Regions from separate parts of the Hordeum vulgare genome. Here region 2 is linked to region 1. The links are chromatin contacts, called in public HiChIP or PLAC-seq maps. All regions are on one chromosome and are shown on one strand. Each heading gives the region's core, a stretch centred on a gene start, on an enhancer-like site or on the middle of the called end of the contact. The rest is flanking DNA. Distances are from core to core; before and after follow the strand shown. Region 1 holds the start of LOC123408977 (tyrosine-sulfated glycopeptide receptor 1-like). Region 2 holds the start of LOC123409843 (probable calcium-binding protein CML29).

Region 1 (4,765 bases), core at 2,020-4,519:
CGTTTTTCCGCTAGACGGACAAATTATTATGGTACGTTAAGAAAAATTAGATTGAATTATGAAAATATTTGCAGAGAGAAATAAGTTTTTCTTGGTCAACTGAGTCATACTCTCTCCGTTCCATAATATAAGATGCTATTACAACCAGTACTGGAACGGAGGGAGTACGTTTTCCTACCAAATCATAAACAAACTTGTGAAGCAACAATATGAATTTTTCTCTTGCATTATATGTACAAATTGTTAACATTTTTCTAGAAACGGAGAAAGAAGTTGTAAAGTCGACTAAGAAATAACATTTTTTCTCGGCGAACTAGGATGTACAGAAATCCATGGAATAAAGGTGAATTATGGGTGTCGATCAACGGGACACCTTCTTAGCCATCTAATCCACTTATGGGGCTAAATGAGAAGTGCCACCATAATATCATAAAACTAAAGGTTCGGTGACACAATTTCTAGGTCATTGCACATATGCGATATTCTAAAATTCATGCAACATAAGAAATCAACCCATGAAGCATTTATAACAAAACATGTAACATGAAAAATACATTTAATAAAATCAAAACACATACACAACATGCACATACCATTTGAAATGGAAAATACCAAGTAGAGCAACATAACAAAGCGTGTATGCAACAATAATAGTTCAGGCATAACACATCAAGGAAAAGCTCGGCATACTTGTCTAAGGCACACGAGTAAGATGTGTAGTTAAAACAATTATGCATACCGCTTATACGACTAAACTAGGGGATAGGGAAAAAGAACCCGAGCTCGTTATATTAAGAAAAATATATATCAAACAGTAAAAAAAGTATATGTAAAAGAGAGCAAGAAATATTGGTCATGAAGGCACTCACAGAGGCAATGTGCTTGAGTGGAGAATCATTTTCCTTAAATAAAATGTTCTTTCTAGGATCACGTACCAAACCAAAGTTCTTACCACTATGGAAACTAAATCCGAGTAAGATCTGCTACTGCCCCCCCCCCCCCCCCCCCGCCCCTTCTTTCTCTATCTGACCTAAAGAAAATCGAGTAAGATAAATTTAATTTATTTATTATGCATGCTGCTTATATAACTACGCCATAAGAAAATAAATCCTAGTTGCTTATGAGAAGAAAGATCCTTATGCCTCTGTGAACAGGACGATAACAGACATTCAAACGCCCAGAAAGGCAATGCGCTAGAGTGGGGAGGATAATTTTCCTTAAACCAAATATACTTTGTAGGATCATGTATCAAACCAAGTGCATCTATAGTTAAATTGCTTTGCTTATTGCTTATATGACTAAACCAGGGAAAGATAATTTGAGTTGGTTATCAAAAGATTCATATTCTCAGTGACATATTTTTTACTCTTTGATATCTCATGTCCATATGTCCAAATTTTCGGAAATATTTACATACTGGCAGACAGCAACAACAAGTAGGGTAGGTAAGTTTGCAACTAGAGTTGCCGAGTGAAAGTATGAATTCCCTGCACACAAAAAAAGTGGAGGCCTTAGTTGCATCGTTTGAACCGTGGAAAGTGGAAGCCTGTTTTGTTCATTATGTTAAATTATTATAATCTGGTATGTTGATTTGAAGTTATAGTTGATATGTTGTTCATTGTTATGTGTGTGATGATCTTGCAAAGTTAATTTCTATTCAAAGTTCATATTTTGTTCGATACATATGCAATTGTGCACAATAAATAAGTGGTGTTGCTGCACTATTTTTCAACAGCTATTAAAGCAGTCGTGCTCTATTTCATACCCCATTTTACAGCAGCCGTTGAAGACAATCACTTTTCATGCCCACAAAAGCATTTCCTGTGCCCTATATTTACTCCAAGCAATTTTAGAACAGTTACCGGAGATGCTTTGATTATTATTACTTATTTATTTTGCGAGGGAGGAGATGCTTTGAGTTGCATAGGTTGATTAAGGCATGACCAACATTTTCCCCTTAGACAGAGACGGCCACACGCGGCATCCGTGATAAATCAGTGGCGACGGGCAAGATAACATCTCAGATCGAATCCAGTAGAGCTTACTAATGGAGAGCCACGCCGCCACCATCATCATGTAAAAAATTGTTACTAGATTAAAAACCTAGCGCACTTGCAGATAGTGGATGGACGGCATCTTCTCCCCGCAAAAAGAAGAAGATGATACCCCGTGGATTACATTTAGTAGTTTGATCCACATCTCTACGTGGATCCATCGCCGTAGAGACTGGGACGGGCGACAGCACATGCATTGCCGCTGAGAACCCCATGGCCGCAAGCTTCCGGCGACTTTTTCTTGTCGTGATCCATGCATAGGTCAGTAGTAGTACTAGAAGATAGAAGAGGTGGTCTCTAGGTCATACTCGCGGTAGGTCCAAAGGAGGAAAACAAACCGGAGAGAAAAAGCCTCCGGCATACGTACACATCACCCCTCTCCCTCTCCAACGGAGCTCCAAAAAGTAAACGCCTCGATCGGGCAGGGTCAAGAACGGGGTACCCACCCACCCACCCACCCACCCCCCAAAGACATCACCCCCGCCGTATTCCGATGAACAGACAGCAAGGAGAAGATGTTGGAGTTATACGGCATACAGAAGAAGCAACATGATCTGCAAAAGAAGATCACGAGGTACATGAACGCAAAGACGGCCCCAGAATCCGCGAACAAGTGCGCGCCTGGCACCAAATCTCGCCATTATTCGCCTTTGAGCTGAGCCTCCCACTTTGCTCCTCAATCAAACCAAGCACCCATACGCATCAACGACGACGACGACGTTAATCATTGATTGCTTTATGTTATCATCAGAGTATGCGCGCTCCATCCCAAAGATAAGCTCCAAGTGCTCTCCCCATGTACCTACCACTACTACTGCGGGGAAAAGGAAGATCGAGAAGAAGCGCCTTGCAGACGCTGGAATCTTGAGCATCGGTTCCTTTCATGCGTCGACGACGGCGACGCCCGCCTTTCTTTCTTTCCCTGTTCGATGATAACGAATGAATCACCGGAGCCGCCTGCTCGCCGAACAGGCGACACGCGTAAGGGGCAGAATTTTTTTGAAACGAACAGACGAAAAAAATACTCCTTTTCCAGTAAATAATTTTCTCATTCCGGTGAGAACTTATCAACGGCTGTCAAGTCAATGGCCGTCGATTTTCGCCGGCGACATGCAAATACCGAGCAGGATTGACATCTACGCCACCGTAAGTTGTTGATAGTTGTAGTTAATTAGGGTCGTACCATCGGACCAGAAAGATACAGTATTAGATATGCAATAGATAGATATAACAGACAGATATACGTAGCTGGTGGATTATTATACGGGCACGGCGCAGTATTCAACACCAGCTTCCAAAGCCGGGTGACGAGACCCTAGACAAGGATATGCAACAGCTAAAATGTAGTGGTAGTATTGCATAGGGAAGTTGGACTTTTGCATACCAGAACCGGAGGCTGGCCGCTGGCTCAAGCAACAAGGTCAAACATGAGGAACGGGGCCCGCGCGCGCGGGCGGGGGCATTCCTTTCTTTTTTCCTCCTCCATGGACTGGAAAACACGCTAGCGGCAAACGTGCAAAAAGAGCTGATTAGGATGTGCGTGTATGCGTCCACATAGCGCCTCACCTTAGCCATTTTCCTCGAGGGAACAGCGGGGCAGCTTCTTCCTCCTCCATGCTCCTCTGCGCCACGAACCCATCGCCCATGGTGGCCGCCTAGGCAACCAGGGTCCAAGTAGAGCAAAGCAGCCCCTGCGGCACCCGAGTTTCATGAGAGGGAACCATGCAGCCGCTCAGTTCATCATGCCGTAGCAGCAGATACACCACCAGATCATCCGTGCCGTTCGCTGGTTTTGTGGCTGCGGCTCTTCTGCTCTCCTTCGCCTCCCCGGCCAGCTCCTGCACGGAGCAGGAGAGGGGCGCCCTCCTCGGCTTCCTGGGCAGGCTCGTGCCGGGCGGCAGCGGCGGTCTCAACGCGTCGTGGGTGAACGGCACGGACTGCTGCCAATGGGATGGCGTCCTCTGCAGCGGCGACGGCACGGTCACGGACGTCTTGGTGGCTTCCAGAGGTCTCAGAGGGGTCATCTGGCCATCCCTCGGCGATCTTGCTGGCCTCAAGCGTCTCAACCTGTCCCATAATTGGCTTGAAGGCAGCCTACCGACGGAATTGGTGTTCTCCAGAAGCATTATTGTCCTCGACGTCAGCTTCAACCGCCTCAATGGTCATCTGCAGGAGTTGCAATCCTCAGATACTGGCCTTCCTCTCCAGGTGCTCAATATCTCAAGCAACTTATTTCATGGACAGTTTCCATCAACAACATGGGGGGCCATGAAGAATCTGGTTGCTCTTAATGCGAGCAACAACACCTTCACAGGACAAATACCATCTTCTATCTGCACCAATTCCCCCTTATTTGACATGCTTGACCTTTGTTTCAACCAGTTCAGTGGCAGTATTCCCCCGGGGCTTGGCAGTTGCACCATGCTGAAAGTGCTCAAGGTTGGACACAATAGCCTCACCGGAGCTCTCCCCGCTGAACTCTTCAATGCTACCTCACTGGAGCAGCTCTCCTTACCCAACAATTTCTTGCAAGGAGTTCTTGATGGCTCCCACATAGCAAAACTAAGCAGTCTGACTGTCCTTAATCTTGGATCGACTGGTCTCACTGGCAAGATTCCAGATTCTGTCGGCCAGCTAAGAAGATTGGAGCAACTCTACTTGGACAACAATAATATGTCTGGTGAGCTGCCATCGGCCCTAGGTAACTGCTC
Region 2 (4,573 bases), core at 1,268-3,767, 150 kb before region 1:
TCGGACTCACTGGTACATACGGTGGTGGGGAGAAAATGGATGGTGGAAGGGGTCAACGACGTCGAGAGGGTGAGGCAGAGGGGAGGCCGACATCGAGGAGAAGTGGCACACGGGAGGTTAGCGATGGGGCCGCGGGCCACCGATGAGCGAAGCTAGGAGTGGAACTGAAGAGAGTGCGCTGGAGAGCGAGTGGTGCAAGTGAGCAAGCAATGATGTGGGAGGGCAAATTGGAAAAGTGAAAAAAAATTGTAACATGGTGGAAATTACACTACCATCGCTAAAACGGCCTACATTTGAAAATAGAGGGAGTAGTAGAGAGTAAATGCAGCCCCCTTTAAGCTTGTCAAAACCATCTCAGTGAGCTGAGGTGGGACTAAATTTTAGAATTTGTACCGGCAATGTGAAACACTAATGGACTTCACTAGGGAGCAGCGCTAGACATTAGTTTTCCCATGTGACGGCTTTCTTCCATCAATTCTTTACATGCATGCAATATTACACGAGCATGACATCAGTAAATGTTCTTTTTATTTTGCATTTAAAAAGATTTATCTTTCAAGCCGTTATCTTAATTAATGATCTGCTTTCATCATTGATTTTTTTGCGACAAGATCTTTAAAAATAGATCCCATGTCGCTATGTTTCGATAACTTTTATTTTCGTCGGTACTTGTCAGATTACTATCTCTTACTTGTCGTATTATTTGTCACATAGTTCTCACACTAAATCAACTTGATTATGAGGCTTATGAATGTTGATATACTCCATTAAAAAACTTGATTCATTGTACTTGTGCGTTCATGCGTTTACTTGCTTATTGTTAGTTCTCTAATACCCACTTTTTAGCTTCACATAACATTGCAATGCTTAACAAGTATAAAATTATTGCCCCCATAACTATGTATAATTTTTGTGACAATTATAGACCCATAAGATAACAACTATGATGACATAAATGTGACAACTAGAAACGACGAAAAAAAATCAATGAAACATGTCAACATGAGATCTTATTTTGAAGGTCTCGTCGAGACGAACCTAACAGTAAAGACGGATCTCCGATCAAATTATTAATCTGTAAGATAAATCATTTTTAAAATTTAAGAAAGCATTTAATGCAATGATGTAAGCTTCAGGTAAAAGATTGTTGCATGTGCATGAGGCTATGCGAGCCGTTGCATGCAAAAGTTATGGTGGGGCGCTTTTCTTTAAATTTTCCCAACACTAATAGAAATAGGCCGAATGAATTTGCTTCTTGAATACTGGGCCGTTTCGGCTGGCTCGTCTAGCCCAACACACGTTGTATATCAAAACAAATCATACGCAACAAACTTTTCTGACCCGAGGAAAACCCTTTGGTTTGTACTCTTCCTATTTCTATATAGGTAGAACTCGTTGGTTTGTACTTTGTAGGAATGGATTTCTATTCCTACATAAGATTGATTTTTATTCTTTACATTTCATAAGAAAAAATGTATTAGCTCAGATCTATGGAAAAAATTCCTATCGTATGAACCAAATGACATATCTTTTTTTTTCTATAAGATCGAAAATACAATTTGACTAGTGGGAGCACGTGCTCGTATACTCATTGCAAGACATCAGAAACTCTCATGTATCCATCCTTTTATGGTACTCCAGCCCGGTGCAGAAACAGTGCCCACAACTCTCCGAACGTGCTTATATGCTTATTAATCGATAATCATTACTGTACATCGCAGTAGGCAGTGCACAACTTCATGTTTATGCACGCGCTCTAGCTGGCTCAGTACGTACGCAGCTCGACCCTAGAGCAGGTCAGCCATGAGCTTGAACTCCTCGACGCTGATGGCGCCGTCGCCGTCCCCGTCCATGCACGCGATGATCTCCGCGCAGTCCTCGGCGCTGGCGGTGCCCATGAGCCCCAGCACCCTGGCGAGCTCGTCGGCGCCCAGCGCGCCGTCGGGCCCCGCGAAGGACTCCAGCGCCGGGACGGCGGCCTGCAGCAGCTCGCCGAGCGCGCCCAGGCCGAGCTCGCCGGCGTTCATCACGTCCAGGAACTCCTCCACGCAGAGCCGGCCGTCACGGTCGGCGTCGGCGCGCGCCAGCATGTCCCGCGCCTCCGCCTCCGACTTGTCGAGGCCCAGGGAGGCCAGGAGGCCCCGGAGCTCGGGGGCAGTGACGAGGCCGTCGTTGTCGGAGTCGAACGCCTGGAAAGCCTCCACGAGCCTGCTGATGTAGCTCAGCGCCTCGAAGTCCACCGTCAGCGGCTGCGGCTGCTGCTGCGCCGACGGCCGGCGGCCAGGCGTCGCCATCGCGTTGGCGAGAGCGAACTAGACCGTGAGAGACTGCTCTTGGTTGGAGCTCGGTTCGCTTGCATGGACGGCCTTAAGAAGGCGAGGACGAGTGCAGCCGAATCTGAATCTCGGCCGCTTTGTGTCGACATGGAATGGAACACTAGTGGAGGCGCATCTTGTTCTCGGCGTTGGCAATGGCAGCAGGATAAGGCTTCTGGATTCTGGTGTGATAGCGTGGACGACGATGGGTTCTAGGTGGAGTGGAGCTGGACTAGTTCGCGTTTCATTTTGGATGACCACAAACTTCTGAAAATCCCCCGAAGAATGTGTATTTGAACTTTAGGGTCTCCACACCGTGCCACCGGGCCAATTGACTAACCATTGACCCATGTGCTTGTGTTAGCATCTCTAAAAGACCCCGTAAAAAAGAATACAAAATGGATTCACAGGTCGCTACGGAGCGATTTTGCGGCACCATTTCATGCGTCAAAGATTAGATCCCGTATATAACACTGTAAAATTTGAAAAAAAAAATGTTGGCCCGAAGCAACTACTACATCATTCATCGAACTATAGCACGGTTCTTGCAAAAACTACATCAGTTCTTCATCAAACTACATTAGTTCTTCATACTACTACTAGGTAAGGGGACCTGCGGGCCGTGCAGCGTACCCAACTCAATGCTACCAGAACGACGGGTGCGGCGGCGACAACGCGGCGGAGGAGACGAAGGAGCTTACTCCTCGTCGGAGTTGGAGTCGAGGTCGATCCAGATCTTGTCCTACTCTGCCTTCAGGACGCGCAGGTCCGTCTCCTTCGACGCGCTCGCCTGCGACGCCGTGACCCCTTGCTCGAGCAAGGTCTGCTCGATCTCGAGCTCGCGTCGGTTGTGCGTGGCGTCCTCCGCCGCCTCCCTCACCGAGCGCTCCATGTTGGCGTGCATGAGGTGATCCTCTTGCCTCGGGGAAAGATAATCCTCGAGGCTGATGACCCCTCTACGCAGTTCGCCGGCGTCGTCCTCGAGCTTGACGGTGAGCGGTCCGAGCTCCTCCGCCCTTCTCTTCACCGGAGTGATGGTCCGCGAGGACGAGGCGCCGAAGGAGCCGATGCATCGAGTAGCGAGCTCGTGCTCGTACTCCTCGAGCTCCCGGCATTCGAAAGCCGGAGGCGGCCGGAGGTCATACTTCAGCCACCTCTGTGATCCCCACTTGCGTGCGGCGTCGGAGACGCGGCGGCGACGGCGCTCGGCATCATCCCCTCCATTTCTGTGGCCGTCCAGGGTCGGGACAGTCCGCTGGTGGTTTTTTTGTCTCGTCGGCGGCGAGAAATTAGGGTGGAGTGGGAGTTGAATCGCGGCGGAGGATAGGGTTCGATCCGTAAACGCGATGTAAAACCGCATATATGCCAGTTCGAGGGGTCTTTTTGCGGGACGCGGTTAAACTTTTACAGCCCGGATGCGCGATACGGGGTCTGTTCTGGCCATTAAAACGGATCGAACCCATATACTCGCCGAAATTTTATAGGTTTGATCCTTTTACGGGGTGTGCTAGAGATGCTCTTAGGACCCCGTACGTGTGAAAAGAAAGTGTATTTGTATTTGATCGTTGACGCATGAACCAGGTAGCCAATGACTTTTAGACAACAATTCAAGAATGGGTCCAAATTGAATTTGAATAATTGTTCGTTAGTTTGAAACATGGATTAGGAAAAAAATCAACAAGTCAAAGATAATAATGTGTACAAATTCCAGAAAAGTTGTCAATATGAAATATGTTCACGAACTCGAAAAATTTCATGGCGTAAAAAATCACGAAATTTGAAAATTTTCATGAATTAAGGAAATCTTCACAAACTTCAAAAGGTTTCGGCTCAAAAAAATTATTCACAATTCAATTAAGCTAGTGAACCTGACAAACTTGACGGATTATGAAAAATGCAAGAATAAAATAAAATGATAGAATAGAAAAAGGCAGGGAAACCAAAGGAAACCTAGCCCAAAAAAACCTGAACAAAATAAAAAATGGTTAGAAAATCCCGGTCGAAAGCTTCTAGAAGGTTTTCCGAACCAGACTGGGTAGAGAAAAAAAAGGAGAAACTACATGAGCCAAACGTATGTAAGCGCTGTGTACAATTAACACAAAGCTCTGGCACTATAGGCAGATCTATTCCTTATGTACGGTGAGGTATCTTTCCCTAATCTCCCCTCTTCCCTAATAATAAAGCAACTAAGCGAGAGCCTTGCGATATGGACTTCTCTTCGCCAGCGAGGTGAGTGTGCAACAGATCATTATGGAGTC

The links. HiChIP or PLAC-seq counts read pairs in DNA pulled down with a chosen protein or histone mark.
Region 2: an H3K4me3 HiChIP or PLAC-seq map of embryo shows a contact between it and region 1, with 6 times the contacts expected there. The contact joins the promoter of LOC123409843 here to the promoter of LOC123408977 in region 1. A contact is called at or near these places in 5 of 6 Hi-C or Micro-C datasets (leaf and seedling) and 1 of 1 datasets of contacts at active chromatin or transcription factors (embryo).

The regions. Positions count from the first base shown.
Region 1 is chr7H:575,536,684-575,541,448 of MorexV3_pseudomolecules_assembly, reverse strand. LOC123408977 (tyrosine-sulfated glycopeptide receptor 1-like) reads left to right here and starts at 3,269. Exons shown (of 1, transcript XM_045101991.1): 1 at 3,269-4,765. The coding sequence starts at 3,777.
Region 2 is chr7H:575,688,939-575,693,511 of MorexV3_pseudomolecules_assembly, reverse strand. LOC123409843 (probable calcium-binding protein CML29) reads right to left here and starts at 2,517. Exons shown (of 1, transcript XM_045102714.1): 1 at 1,592-2,517. The coding sequence starts at 2,294. The coding sequence ends at 1,788.